Regions from separate parts of the Mus musculus genome. Here region 2 is linked to region 1. Evidence: chromatin contacts called from public Hi-C data. All regions are on one chromosome and are shown on one strand. The core of a region is the stretch at or near the end of the contact, and the rest is flanking DNA. Distances in the headings are between cores, read along the strand shown.

Region 1 (7,846 bases), core at 1,473-3,972:
GTTAAAAAATGTACAGTAAAGTCTTTAGGGAAACATTGTGATGCCCCATTACACTGTATATCACAAGAAGTTATCCCATTACATTGATAGAAAGAAGTAGCTGTCATTAGTATTTCATAAGCTCCATTCACCATTAAATAACATCAGCATACACTCAAAGTGCATATGAAGTTCTTTTATTTAGAAAAGCTCAACAGTCCTTGCATAATTAATTTTATCATTTTAAGAAGGATCAAATAAACATGACTCTCTCAATGGCTTCTCTCAGTCCTTTTTTTTAAAAAAAATTGCCAACTAAGCATATGAATAATTTATAACCATTTTGATTCAAACCCATTCACTTATTCAACAAACATTTACAAATCACATGTCAATAGAGCATACTTTACTGGCAGGTCCTATTTGAAACAACAAGGATACAACGTAGTATATATTTTCAAGCTTGTGCCTGAAGGGAGTTTTCAGTTTGGGCCCATGATAGGGGCCACTGGAAGCAACACAGCAGGACAAAGACAAAGAAAGTATGACTATTCCTATTACATGGTTAACTGCAGCAGGGTTGGAGTTACTGCAACCTTGCTATTTGCAGTATGGTGGTCAGAAATTGGTGTGAAAACAAAAACAATCTGCTGCCCTTATATCTGTTTCCCAACTTCTCCACATGCTAACAGCCAGGGATGGGAAACCTCAAACCAGCTATGAGTCATGGTGGATAAAATTCCCAATGTCTATATTTGTCTATTGTGGAATAAACTGTCTTTTCTAAATATATGCCTTACCACTTCCCATTACCCAAATTCCACAGCACATATTTCTGCTGGGAAAACAGAACGGAAACCATTTTGTCTACAGAAAGTCTGTGTTCCTGTTTCACTTGGACCTAGAGCTGATCCAAAGACTAAAACTAACAGTCTTAGTGACAGGATAGAAATTGACAAGTACTTGCTATGTTTCCATAAAAGCAAGATTGACACAGTGAAATTAGGAAGGATTGAACACAGTTCAACATTTAGGTTTTAGAAACAACAGCAGTGGTTTTTTAAAGGTGCTTTTGCTCCATATCATGGCATCTAATATTGATCCATGGTTTCTTAAAAGCTGAAAATATTCATTACTTAATGATCATGCATAGTTTTCTGTCAATTATAGACTTAGATAATATCATGTGAGAGGACACTTTTAAATCTGTATTAGGTTGTTGTCTTCTTGGTGCAAATACAGTTTCACTTGCCTTTCCATCCTACCCCCCCACCCCATTTGTGGCACACAGTCAAAAGATCTGTTTATTCACTGAATATATTGGAATATCTGGCTGTAATAATGAAGTATTTTGTATGCATAAAGTAAAAATCTGCATCCTTGTGGGCTGCAATGCTTAGGCACATTAACAAAGCTCTTTCACATTTAGAGATTGCACCAGAGTGTGTCCATTGGACTATGACCAAGGAGGACTGAATGCTTTTAAGCCAACAGCCTACAAGGAATTATTCTATGAAACGGAGTGTTTCTAATCTTGGAGAAAAGGAGCTTTGGGGGAAACGATTGGTGCATTGAAATCCATGAGAAGCTTTTATACAGAACCCAATTAGATTCCTTGTAGCTCTGGACAGAGGAAGCAGAGTCACTGGGTACAGGCAGATTTTGGCTCCAACCATGCAAATAATCTAAAGTAAAATGGACTTGCTCCTAAATAAAGATGCCCATCACCAGAAGAGGTAAAGTCAAACCTGGATCACTATCCTTTTAGAAATGCCATCACAGATGGCAAATTCTCATGAGTGTGTGTGTGTGTGTGTGTGTGTGTGTGTTGGGGCTCTAATCTTCTACCCAATGCTGATCAGCTGATGCTATTGCCCTGCAAGCCACAGCCTCTGGAAACAATTTTATTTTAAGGAGAAGAATTACTTCTTCAGACCATTGTTTTTGGATATTTTCCCATCTGAATACTGTTCCTTTGACCTAACCATAACATTCCACTGAGTGATATTCATACTTGGATTTTGTTGCTGATTTTAGGAAATATGGTGAGCTGTCAGCATTTCTAGGTGGTAAAAGAGGCTACTACACCATCCTGCTCAAATTTCTCTAGTCATTTCCTGTCACACTGCTATCTAAGCATGCCAAATGAGGCAGGGTTCTATGAATTCAACTCCTGTCCACAGATAAGCTTCTTTGTCACAGACCATAACCTCTAGAGGCGAAAATAATGTTCTTTTGGCATCTGCTAGTGTCTTATTTCTCAAGCATAGATTGATTCACTCATTTCTTCAACACAAATTCACTTGCTAATATTTATTGAGCTTAAGTCTAAGCATATAATGCCAAATAGGATGTCCAACCCTCCATGAAATGCCAGATTAGGTCCAAATCATTCCAACACACTGTGACATCCACTTAACATAATTTGTGCAAGATCGTAAAGTAGCTAAAACTGTAAAGCTGCCCATTGTGGGTTGAGTCAAAAGGATTCCACACAGTAAGCCTTGAAGTGAATCTTGAATGATACAGTGCCATATAGTAGTCAGTTACTAAAGGCCATTTTGCATAGAGGAAAAGGGACAACTTCATAGAAGGGTATTATCATAGATGTTTCAGTAAATAAGGATTCAAAAGTTAAAGTCACAGAATTCATTGGGAGTTGACAGGGGCTGGGATGCCCTGAGGAAGTTCAGTGGGTCTGCAGCAGTCCTCTGCTTTGGAGATGTTCTTGGAGAGATACACCATTACAGCAGCCCTATATTCAAATCTCTACTTCTCCCTCTGGGATCTCTTTATGCTCCAGTTTCCTTCACCTGTGGCTTTGAGAGATTTTTTTGAGAGACTCCATCTGGAAAACTCATGCAATGTTGTCCTAATTGCCTTCCCAGTAGAACCTTTCCCCGCAAAACAGTCTTCCTTCAGACGAAAAGAAATTCCTGTTAAGGTAAATTGAAATACAAACCAGGCCTGAAAAACCCCTGTGTAGCTAACAAGACCTTACATGCAATCTTAACTTGGCTTAATTTGCAAACACATACAAATTTTAACTTGAGTTATGTAATGTCAGGACCTATATTAAAGAAAAACATAACTTACACTCAACCAATGTGAAGCAGTCGACTGAGTTATAATAACATAACTAGAAACTTCCCAGAGGGGTAGACTATGTGAATCAAACTTTAGAGTCAATCAAATGTTTTCTTGTGTGGCTTCCATATTCATCTTATAAAAACTTCTCCTCCCCAACCTTCAGGGAACTTCAACTTCTGATTTGGAGTTTCTCAATTCAATAGTTTTTATTTGCTCAGATAACTTCTTTAACATTGTAGCATGGCTCAGTTTACATTTTAAATTCCAAAAGGAAGACATACAATGTAAGTGAGACAAGAAAAAAAAAAACTCATCGCTGAGGTGAGGTATCCAGTATGGATTTAAAAACTACTACTGAGCAGATTAGAGCATTTTGTTCTAAAATAGGTCATCTTAATATGAGAATGACTTGAAATTTGATGTGTCGAGAACTACATATGTTTATTCTTTGACTACATTGATCCTATCAAGATAATTATTACATTTCTTAAATTCTAAAGTAGGTCTTAATTGTAGGATTAAGACTTTGATTTAGACAGCTTCAATTTGTAATTTTAGATTGCTTTATTAATCTTCTAAGGGACTGTGAAAAGAAATAAACAAAAATCCAAGAGAAGGAAGAATGAATGTGTGAACATTACTAAAATCAATATATATTTGATTTCTAAAACATAAGTTTATTGAAGTTCTGGCAAATATGATGAGTGTTTCCTACATATTTCCTTCATATTCATTATGTCCTCTCTCCACTTTAACCACCAAGAGCCTCTTACTTTTTCCAGTGATATTATAAAATGACAAATTTCATTTCATTAAAAGTAGGTAGTGTGCCCAGATGTATGAATGGGGAAGAGAAGATGAGGCCAGGGTTGACCCAGGTGGACAGAGGTGGATGCAGAGGACCAGAACTGCTGAGAATAAAGAATAAATTATTGAGAGCTTGCCTGAACTGCCATTTGAAGTATGAGGAATATCATGGAAGAGGACTGGAAAGAATACAAAAGTCAGAAGATAGGGGGAAAATGTGTAAAGTGCCATCCATTTTAAAAATGACGCAATCATGAATCTTGAACTCATAGGAGCTGCTGTTACCTACACTGGGCCTGTGCAAGTGTGGTCCTGTCAACAATTAGTTATATTGGGGGGGGATATATATGGCTACTAAAAGATTCTGGGAAAGATAGACTCACTGTCTACAGTTGTGTATCTGCTGGTGAGCTCATCAGACTGCAAAGGATAATTTTTCTTAATTCTTTTTTTTATTAGATATTTTCTTTATATACATTTCAAATGCTATCCCAAAAGTTCCCTATACCCTCTTTCTGCCCTGCTCCACTACCCACCGACTCTCGCATCTTGGCCCTGGCATTCCCCTGTACTGGGGCATATAAAGTTTGCAATAGCAAGGGACCTCTCTTGTCAGTGATGGCCAACTAGGCCATCTTCTGCTACATATGCAGCTAGATATATGAGCTCTGGGGGTACTGGTTAGTTCATATTGTTGTTCCACCTATAGGGTTGCAGACCCCTTCAGCTCCTTGGGTGCTTTCTCTAGCTTCTCCATTGGGGGTCCTACAATTGAGTACTACTCAGCTATTAAAAACAATGGATTTATGAAATTCTTGGACAAATGGATGTATCTGGAGGATATCATCCTTAGTGGGGTAACCCAATCACAAAAGAAGTCATTAGATATGCACTTACTGATAAGTGGATATAAGCCCAGAAACATAGAGCACCCAATATACAATTTGCAAAACACAAGAAAATCAAGAAGAGGAAAGACCAATGGGTGGATACTTCATTCCTCCTTAGACTAGGGAACAAAATACCCATGAAAGGAGTTCCAGAGACAAAGTTTGGAGCTAAGACGAAAGGATGAAATATCCAGAGAATACTCCACCCGGGAATCCATCCCATAATCAGCCACCAAACCCAGACACTATTGCATATGCCAGAAAGATTTTACTGAAGGGACCCTGTTATAGCTGCCTTGTATGAGGCTATGCCAGTGCCTGGCAAATACAGATGTGGATGCTCGCAAGGGATAATTTAAGTGCTATAGTCAGGCAGCCTACCTTGGTTAAACTCAATGAGTCGCGGAACAAACAAAAAGAAACAAACCCAGAAAAGGCCTTTATTTGTAGGGGAGAGAAGAAGAAGGCAGGGGCATGAGGTGAGAGTAATTAAAATACATCTAATACATGTTTCAAAATTTCAAAGAACAAGTTTAATCATAATAAAAACAATATGATAAAGCATTGTAGATCCTCCCATTCAAATATGTAATTATTTGTCTAGAAAAACTGCTTGCTGCCTAGAATTCATTATACAGAAAATTTATGTCTATTAAAAGTAAAGACAATGGTATGGACTATGAATTTTAAGGACATTAAATTTAATAACACTCTTGGTTCATCTTTGACACCATGTTCATCTACATATGCCCTTGGGGTGCATTCATCCCAGCATCAGCACATAAGCTGACCTAGCCAATAAGTACAGAAGGAACAAGGATACAAACGGACCAGAAGGAAGTTTTGCCACTTCCTTGATACTGGGTCTTGTCTTTGATTTGTTAGAAATGTCTAAGTGTACGTCCAAAAATTCATATTAATATTAAGAAAAATAGAATGACATATTCAGTTACTCTATCATTTACTTTCAAGGAAGTAAATTAATAAATCCTAATTGTAAACGAAATGTTTTTCTAATGTCACCTTCTCTCAAAATGACAGTGCATGTAAGGCTAATTTGCTAACAAAAGTCAGAAGCAGCAGCAGCAGCAGCAAAGACATATTAGTCTTGCTAGTTTCAAAGGAAATAGCTCAGCATGTTTGCTTACATTGGATAAAATATACCTAAACCTAACCTTCACTAGTAAGGAACTTAGCCTGTATTTAAAGATCTCAACAACTGCAATGCCATCCCAGGAGCCGAAGCAGGGAGACTTTAAAAATCTAATTATTTTTAAATGATTCTCACCAGATGCTTTACCCTTCTACTCGGTGCCTCACACTCCTTATGAAAGCAGGTTAGCTTAACTCCCCTATAGCACTCTCCATGGGTTAGCTACACAAACCCACCTTCTAATTAATGGTAAGAGGTGACATTTGTGGAGCATAATCTGACACTCTGATACTCATGATGATGGCTTCTGTGCACCTCAACCATTAAGAACTCAGCTCTCATTAAGTCAACTGTCCCTCTCTTCACAGGTTGATACCCCCGTGAGACAGCTTTCTTGACATTAAAAGAAAAGTGTATTTTACCCCATTGGCAAATGAATCTGAAGAAGATGTGAGATTTGTTCTGTCTGATATCCAGACTTCATTCTTTAACTTATTAAGTGAAAATTCTTATTTGTGCTTGTGGGGGTGATAGGTTAGAAAAAAAAAGTAGGAGGAAAGATAGATTCTGGACTGCAGAAAGCCAGCGTCTTCTCTGGGAAGCATGGATTGCCAAGTCAAGCCTAGCATCTAGTCCACTTAATATACAGTCCTGCTACACTGAGTCTACAGCTTGTATAGTACTCTTGAACCAATAAGAGTACTGTAACTCTTGGATCACAGTGATCTGTAAAAGGGTGGGAGAGTAAGCAGGATTCCTAATTAGTCTGCTTCAATTCCTGTCTCAGTTTCTTGACTAAAGTTCCTGCCTTGGCCTCCCAAATGGACTATACATGGAAGTCAAATCAATTCTTTCCTCCTGCATACTTTTGGTCATGATGTTTATCAGATCAATAAGAAGCTAAAGGGACACAGATAATTTGTAAATATTAAGCAATGATCTTTTCTGAGTAATGGGATGGCCTTGCTGCTATCCCATCCAGGATTGGATCACCTAGCAATATAACAGAGACCCTGGTAGTATGAACGCTTACCATCCAATCTGAAGTACATTGACAGGCTTCCACTGTATTGTTGCTCACATGCAATAAAGCAGATGCTGCTGCCTAAAACTGACTCTGGAGTGGTTTATCTCCAAGCCCTTTACCCATGGGCACTGCTGTCTTGTTGAGGATGCTCCAATAGTAATGCTAGGTTGTGTCATGTTTTCTTGATCCAGATAATTTAAACTAGTTCACAAAATCCCTCAGGATTTTTTTTTGCAACCCTTGAATAATCGACGCTGTCATTAACTTATACTAAGATATGTATATTCTTATAAATATTTAATACATTTGTCTCAAAGGCGGTCGATGACACAATATTACATGGATATATAAATAACTTTAATTTTAATGCCAACAAAATACAGATGAAGCACTTGGGGATCTTGTGGAAAGTCAAGAACACATTCTGTTTTAGTACTTCTCAGTGAAGACTAAGACTGTCAGTTGTCATTCATCACTGATGATTCTGGTGTTACTAGTCTAAGTCACACATGGTAGAAATTTACTCTTTTCTTTTTCTATTTATTTACATTCTAAATGCTCTCCCCTCTCAGTCCCCACTTGAAGGGTTCCTCTCCATCCCCTGAGACAGCAGCTCTCCATCCCAGAATATCACCGCATCCTGGTGCCTCAAGTCTCTGCAGGATTTGGCATATTCTCTCCCTCTGAGTCTAGATATGGCAATCTTCTGCTATGTATGTGTCACGGTCCTCGGACCAGCCCGTGTATGCTCCCTGGTTGGTAGCTCAGTCTCTGGGAGCTCCCAGAGATCCGGCTTTGTTGACACTATTGATCTTCCTGTTGGGCTGTCATCTCCTTGAGGGACTTTAATCCTTCCCCTAACTCTTTCCTAAGAGTCTCTGACCTTTGTTCAAAGTTTAT
Region 2 (7,846 bases), core at 3,529-6,028, 250 kb before region 1:
ATGGTAATCTGCAATTTATCACTATCCAAATCTTATTTCAATTGCTCAACAGCATAATCCTCATAATCTTTGCAAAGAGTTACAATAAAGATCAGGCTAACACCTGACAACTGCTGCACATTTCATTTGTTTTGGAAATACAAAGCAAACATTCAGATTGAGTTGTCGCCTTAATCCTCAGATCACTTTAGTTATGGATAGCCCACTCAAAACCCAGCATTACTCAATACTGTAGTTCTAACAAGCCTCTTTTATTTTTTAAAAATCTATTATTCAAATAAGAGGACTTGCAGACCGCCTCCAGTTATATTTTTCATGCACATGCTTTGAAAAAACAGCTGCCCCCCTGTGAGTCCTTCAGTCCTTCCATAAAGGTGTCAGGGGTAATGTGGCAGACAGAGAGTAAGTCTTTGTCTGGAGTCTCTCCTTGGTTGAAAAGGAAATTCCCAAGGAATTATTCTGACTCCAAGACAGGTTGCTGGCAATTATCACAGAGCCTGCTACAGTTTTCCATCGTAGGTGACTTAATTGTCATGACCCGGAGGGGGTGTGGAAAGAAGTAGTAGATAGCAAAGTCCTGTGAATGAACTTTCTAATCACAGCAGTGCAATCTCTAGAAAGACCCATAAAGCCCTGCGGTGTTAGTTCACATCCTCGCAGGCAAACAACCTCAGCGATCTGCTTTTTGTATCATCCCTTCTTGGCCCCTTAGTAAGTTCAGTTGTACTGTTTTCTGAGAACAAACTTTCTTGTAAAACAAAATGTCAATCTCAGAACCAGAAAGTTGTCAGGACCACTGAGACACAGCCTTCTAACTTTCCCCCACAAGGTAAAAGGTCTCCAAAAGTGTCTTGGCAGCAGTGGTTGTCTTATTTATCCCATGATCAGCTTCCAAATGCTGACACCATTGCATACACTAGCAAGATTTTGCTGAAAGGACCCAGATATAGCTGTCTCTTGTGAGACTATGCCGGGGCCTAGCAAACACAGAAGTGGATGCTCACAGTCAGCTATTGAATGGACCACAGGGCCCCCAATGGAGGAACTAGAGAAAGTACCCAAGGAGCTAAAGGGATCTGCAACCCTATAGGTGGAACAATATGAACTAAGCAGTACCCCGGAGCTCTTGTCTCTAGCTGCATATGTATCAAAAGATGGCCTAGTCAGCCATCACTGGAAAGAGAGGCCCATTGGACTTGCAAACTTTATATGCCCCAGTACAGGGGAATGCCAGGGCCAAAAAGGGGGAGTGGGTGGGGTATGGGGGACTTTTGGTATAGCATTGGAAATGTAAATGGGCTAAATACCTAATAAAAAATGGAAAAAAAAATGTAGCACTTTCAGAAGCTGTCCCAGACACTGTTGCATATGCCAGAAAGATTTTGCTGACGGGACCCTATTATAGCTGTCTCGTATGAGGCTATGCCAGTGCCTGACAAATACAGACGTGGATGCTCACAGTCAGCTATAAGATGGAACACAGGGCCCCCAATGGAGAAGCTAGAGAAAGCACCCAAGGAGCTGAAGGGGTCTGCAACCCTATAGGTGGAACAACAATATGAACTAACCGGTAACCCCAGAGCTCCTATCTCTAGCTGCATATGTAGCAGAAGATGGCCTAGTTGGCCATCAGTGGAAAGAGAGGCCCCTTGGTATTGCAAACTTTATATGCCTCTGTACAGGGGAATGCCAGGGCCAAGAAGCAGGAGTGGACGGGTAGGGGAGCGGGGTGTGGGGTGAGGGTATAGCGAACTTTCAGGATAGCATTTGAAATGTATATAAAGAAAATAGCTAATAAATTTTTTTTAAAAATCAAAGAAAAAAAAGTAGCACTTTATCTACATCATGACAGTGGCCATGAACTTCCTGAAGGCTTCTACTGGTAAAGTCAAGAGAAATTCAGGCTTCCTCTCTGCATCTGCGGCTGTGGGATGGCCTCGCAGAGGTGAGGATTTGAGAGGATTTGAGCCTAGAAGCACATTGAAGTAAGGCAAGGGCCAGAGTAGCACTCAGAAGGTATGAGAAAGGGTTGCGGGGCTGGTTCCAAAGGTCCCCAAAGTGGAAGGAGACCAAAAGTAGAACCCAGATGTTTCCAGATCTACGTTATCTGTTCTCTGGGTTTACTATATGTCTACTGTACTTGTTAATTGGAAATTTCCCCTGTACTGATTAAAATTACTTTTTACCCTCCTGATAGGTTCCCTACAGTCATTTCAATGTGGTTTAAAATTCTCAGGGAGGCCATTTCTAAGGCTCCGTTAGTGTCTTCTTCCCATATGTTTGCTAGCACATTGATCAATTTCGTTTACTCTCAAAAAAAAAGACTTTATATTTTAAAAAGGATTAGTGTTTTTAATACATCACTCAGGATGAACTTATGATTATATTTATGAAAAAAGTAATGAATTGATCATGCATATGCTGACATTTTTAATCAATTAAGGGATATATACTAACCTAGCTCTGTCTACTATAAAACAGGAACGGCTCTCATATTTATGAACTTCACGGCTTTCAAATTTACAATCGCCCAGTAAGTCAAGCCTGTGCTGAGAGTTTTCCTTTTTAATTATCACCTAATAATAATTCTGAGCCTGTTTTTAAAGAACATTTGCAAGTTAACTTAGTGAAGAAACGGGCAGACTTGGTTTACTGGCTTGTTCTATCCATGTTTTCTCGAGTGTTGTTTTCCTAACTAAATCTGTTAGAAAATTCTTCCAGGCTGATTCAGAATTTCCGCTTCCTCCTGTCAAACACTAGTCTCCAAACCTTAGCACTTGGCCTGGTTTGACTGCAGCCTTCAGAGTTATACACACAGCATCAGCCTGATTTTCTGATATTCACACTGGCCCACTTTCCCCAGGTGAACATTACATTGTCCAAATATGTAAGTTTTCTTTCTGAACATGTATTTTTAAACATCTGTGCTTTGCTAGAATTTCTGCTGTAGGTAATGAAGACTACTGCATATTCACATAAGATGAATCATTTCTTTTTTTTTGCAATGTAAATACAGAACTGCAAAATATGTTAAATATAATGCTAAGAATTGTTAGATAGTTGCTATCAAGCTGTGTATACTTAGTTGGAGAAAGTCTAATAAAATTAATATTACAAATATCATTGCCAGGCATAGTTGCTCAGCTCTGTAATCCTAGGACTCTGGAGGCTGAGGCAAGAGGATTTCTGTGAGGTCATTGTCATCCTGGGCTACCAAATGAATTCTAGGACAGTCAGAATTACATAGCAAGGCATGCCCCAACTTTCTAGTACAAATTGTATTGTATGCATTTAGAAGTGAAATGATTCCTAGATGAGAGGCAATAGAAAACTGAGAATTGCATATTGGCAAGGAGATATGTGCTGCTGAGTACTAACGAAATGATGGTGCCTACATCTTGAATCTTTGAGAATAAGAAAGAACATCAGAGGGAAATGGAATCCTGTTTAACAGTCTGTTATTAGAGTATAATGACATTGAATCATTTTTTTGTCTTTCTTACAGAGAAATCTATATAGATCTTTGCATGTGAATATGAACAGACTAATTCCCATAAAATTATGATGGGAACATGTGAGTTATACATACATATCATGACTCTGAAACAACACAGATAAAAATGGATTAAAGAAAATAGAGATTATAGGTGAAATGCATTGTAGTGGGCACTTGTGGGGGAATAAAGCTACCTTATTGATCTCCTTTGTAATGATATGGAGGCTTAAGGGTGTGTGTGTGTGCGCGTTTGTGCACATGTGCTAGTGTGTGTGTGTGTGTGTGTGTGTGTGTGTGTGCTCTTTGATTGATCCTGGGTTTCACCTCATTTTCCTTGAATAACATTAGCTATCTATTATTTTCAGAGATTATATACCAATAAATAAATTGTTAAAATCTGAGAGCATAAACTTGCTCAATTCTGGTTAGGACTTTGTTAAAAACACATTCAAACAAACTTATTATTATACATGAACTCAAGACGAAAAAAATCAAATTTGCAGGCTAATGCTTCAAACTGTTATTGAAGTGTGTGACTTTCCATATTCTGTGTTATCAGTAATTGTGCATTTCTCCTTTACCTGATATATGAAAAGCATACAGGATCCGGTACTGTTGGATCTATATTGTTTATCTCTATTCCTGAATGTAGTAAGAAATCAGTGGATATGTATCTGAAGTAGGTATAGGTGCAGGGGAAAAGCATCCATGTAATGTTGAAGATGCTAGCTTACTGCCAAGGGATGCAGGAACCCAGTTCTGAATTTGGAATTAGAATGATTTCCACTCCCTTAATATTATTTCCTGATCTTAAATCAAAGGCTATTTGAAAATATGCCCCAGTTGTGTTTATTAGGAAATATCTTTCTGGATTACAATGATATTTTTCTTACTTTCCATGTACAAATATTTTTCTGATGATACTATAATTGGATACAACTCAAACTAAATTCTTTGCTGAGTCTAAAGTGTAGCTATTGTTTTTAGTTAATGCTGCAATGTTATTTTTCAGTGTTACTCTTGACCATTCCAGATAGTGTCAAATGAATCACTTTTAGTAATATAACCATCATAATATTTTGAAGAGAGATTTGTGGTGGAATTCACCCTGACTTTTTAGCTTATTTAAACCAACCCTATGCAACAAGTGGTTGACTATAGGAAAGTGCTGGCACTGACTACATCAGAGTCTGCTATGATTCCTGGTGTCCCTGTGGTTCAGAGATTAGTTCAGTACTTACCAAGTGTTTTTGTTTCAGGAAAGTGTGCCAAAGTCTGCCATTGTGTTGCATCAGAGCAAAGCATGTTTGCAAAGCTATCCAGTCAGTCTGTGTACCTCGGTCACCCTGGAGATGTCTGGAAGGAAGAAAAATAAAAAATTTAAAAAATGAGTGTGTCAAGAGAGAGGACATAATATTTGAGAAATAATCCCAGAGGAGAAGAAAAAGGTTGGAACAAAACTTCAGTAATACCAAGGAAGAGAAAAGAAGGGAAACAGACAACAACAACAGGCAGAATACTTGTTTGTCAATGTGAATTTCTCAGATGAAATCTTTAGAAGAAAAACTGATCTCACTGGAGTCTGTGATGTTTTTTTTCCCCTGACTGGAATTCTATGAGAAACTCTCATATTAACAACAGCAGCTACAAGATGGCTGCCACCAGCATCCTGAGAGCAAGATACATTGGGAGAGGTACTGATCTGGCACAGACACTTCAGAAGCATTTAGAACCATGGGGCTGTTATTTTTGCAAATGAGAAGATATAATTAAACCAAACTGGGCCTGAGTTACATCTTTAGTCTTCTGTGTGGTATGAAAAATGTTCAGAAGCAGAAGGTTTCTCAGCAAAGGGACAAGTGTGTCAGTCACAGATCCACCATGCTGAGAGACACTGCTTGGAGAAGCATTCTTAGGATGTCCTTATCTTGGATATAGCTGAGTCCCCATCTTGGAAAAAGCCGAGTCTCTGTATCATCTCCAGTGCAAAACATCAAAGCAAAGCCAACATCCTTAACTGAGCAGACAGGACAAGTATCAATTCTGACCAGGTATGTAGGAACAAAAGCAGATGCAGATGTAATGATACCAACTTACTGACTCAAGACCCTCTTCTTTTTTGGCTGATAAAGAACAGGATTCTCTGGTATTCAACTATATGCATATATTTCTTGGATGAGTTGAATACATATCTATGTAAAACTTGTGAGTGTGTGTGAGAGCATGTATGCCAATGTACATATACTATGTATGTGCTGGTGGAGAGGTGGTTAGTGCTGAAATCAAAAAAGACAGATAGCCTTCATCTGTAGCAGGTGAAGTTAATGAACAATTTCTGGTTAAGTGCTAAAGCAATGGCTTGCACTATCAGTCAATGTATTAATTCAAGGTCTCCAGAAAAATAAAAGCCAAGGATATATATTTATATGAGAGATTTATTACTAGTATTGGTTTATATAACAATGGGGGAAAGTCCAACAGTAAAGTCTGCAAGCTGGACAAGCAGAAAAGCCATTAACACAATGCAGATGGAATCCAAAGACCTAAGAATTAGTAAGAGTCCACAAGGAAACCTAGCCTGAGAATTTAAGTCAGTGGCTATGGTGAAAGCCTATGATTATGAAGGCTGAAGAGATGGGAACACAAATACACAAGGGTTGGAGAATATAGTATAAGAGCAAACCAAATTCACCCATTGTACTGGCTGGTCCTGTGTGTCAACTTGACACAAGATAGAGTCATCATAGAGAAAGGAACATAAGCTGAGGAAATACGTCCATGAGATCCAGCTGAAAGGCATATCCTCTATTAATGATCAGTGTGGAAGGGACCAGCTCATTGTGGATGGTGCCATCCCTGGGCTGAGGTCCTGGGCTCTAAGGAAAGCTGAGCAAGCCAGGTGAAACAAGCCAGTAAGCAGCCTCTGCATTAGCTCCATCCTCCATGTTCCTGTCCTGATTTCCTTCAGTGATGAACAGCAATATAGAAGTGTAAGCCAAATAAACCCTTTCCTCCCAAGTTGCTTTGGTCATGGTGATTTTTTTTCACAGCAGTAGTAACTCTAACTAAGATGACCTACCATTTCCATAAGGCCTTAAATAGATAGAATTCCACTTGCCTTTACCAGGAGGAATAGACAGTCATTGGTCAGTTGTGGAATACCATCACAGAAAAATTCACATACAATGTTTTAGCCTATTAACTTGAACACTAAAATTATTCCACACAATGGACCAGTGAAAACCATCTTTTCCTTTTTCCTAGTCAGATGATGCTGAAGGAAAGATTAGGAGATGTTATAAAAATAAGTAACATTTCTGTTTGTAAATATGCATAATTATGAGTAAGTTGGCACCCTGCTAACTTAGGCTAAATATGCAATTACAAGAATGAAGAGTAAAATTATAACAGAATGTCAAAATCTGCTTTTTAAAAGAGAGAGGAATCCATTCTTGCTACTTTTTTCACCTAACTTCCTACCACAGTATTCATATTCTACCCATGTAAATAGTCATTAATGTCTGCAAAAGAGATGAAAAAGGACATTCCTGGGATGAGCTTTTGTTTAAGCTTGGCCAGGCTTTTATGAATACAATTTATCTTACCAAAATTGGACCTCCTTAAGGATTTGTTGCCTTCTGAAGGAGGAAGTGTGAATAAGACAAGATCATGTGGGCAAGCATTTTATGCCTTGTTAAGGAAAATAGGACAGATACATGTAAGTTCATAAGGCCAGGCAATTAAATAGTGTGACACCTGCCTGGTGAAAGAGGAAAATGAAGCATAAATGTCTCAGTCCAGGGGGACCAAGTCTGATGGAAGAAATTGTTTCTTAAGTTACAACACAGGTATTATACCTGCAGGAAAACAAGAAAGGAAGACTTCTAAGGTCAAGGGAATTCAAAGAACACAAAGGATTAAGTAAGAAAATAAGCTTGTGTCTCACACTGATCATTATTAAACAAAACAAAACAAAACAAAACAAAACATTTTTCCACAAATTTTCTATGTATTTGGTCTTATATATTCTAGATTGAATTGATTTTCTTTCCACCGTTGTTTTATTTTCTCCCTTTATTCTTTACTACTTCTACTCATAAACTCCTCTAAGTCTCCTTTGGTTACATGGACAGTCACCAAGTCACCATGAACATAGCCAGCATTGAAAGCAGCATCAGATCCTTCATGTTTCTCAAAAGAATGTGACTGGCCTGCAGCCATGGTCTGTAGGTTTGACCCTAGGGTCCCACTAGTGAGATGATTCTTGTTATTTGGTGTAGTGCACGGTTATTGTAGGATTAGGCTCAGGTCCTGCTGGGAGCAGTAATGCACAGAATTCTTTTGTCTTCT

What was found. Hi-C and Micro-C count contacts between places; a contact is called where the count stands out from the background.
Region 2: a Hi-C map of adipose-derived mesenchymal stem cells shows a contact between it and region 1, with 2.5 times the contacts expected there. The contact joins two enhancer-like sites. A contact is called at or near these places in 4 of 484 Hi-C or Micro-C datasets (the C2C12 cell line, adipose-derived mesenchymal stem cells, embryonic fibroblasts and 1 more).

The regions. Positions count from the first base shown.
Region 1 is chr8:44,087,882-44,095,727 of GRCm38.p6, reverse strand. No RefSeq gene overlaps it. Among named protein-coding and RNA genes, the nearest start is that of Gm45488, 390 kb to the right of the region's middle. Within about 2 kb of position 2,722, at least 29 of the 459 cell types and tissues checked have an H3K27ac peak or open chromatin away from gene starts, as enhancers often do. A contact at or near this core is called in adipose-derived mesenchymal stem cells, where this site is marked.
Region 2 is chr8:44,344,538-44,352,383 of GRCm38.p6, reverse strand. No RefSeq gene overlaps it. Among named protein-coding and RNA genes, the nearest start is that of Gm30397, 420 kb to the left of the region's middle. Within about 2 kb of position 4,778, at least 17 of the 459 cell types and tissues checked have an H3K27ac peak or open chromatin away from gene starts, as enhancers often do. A contact at or near this core is called in adipose-derived mesenchymal stem cells, where this site is marked.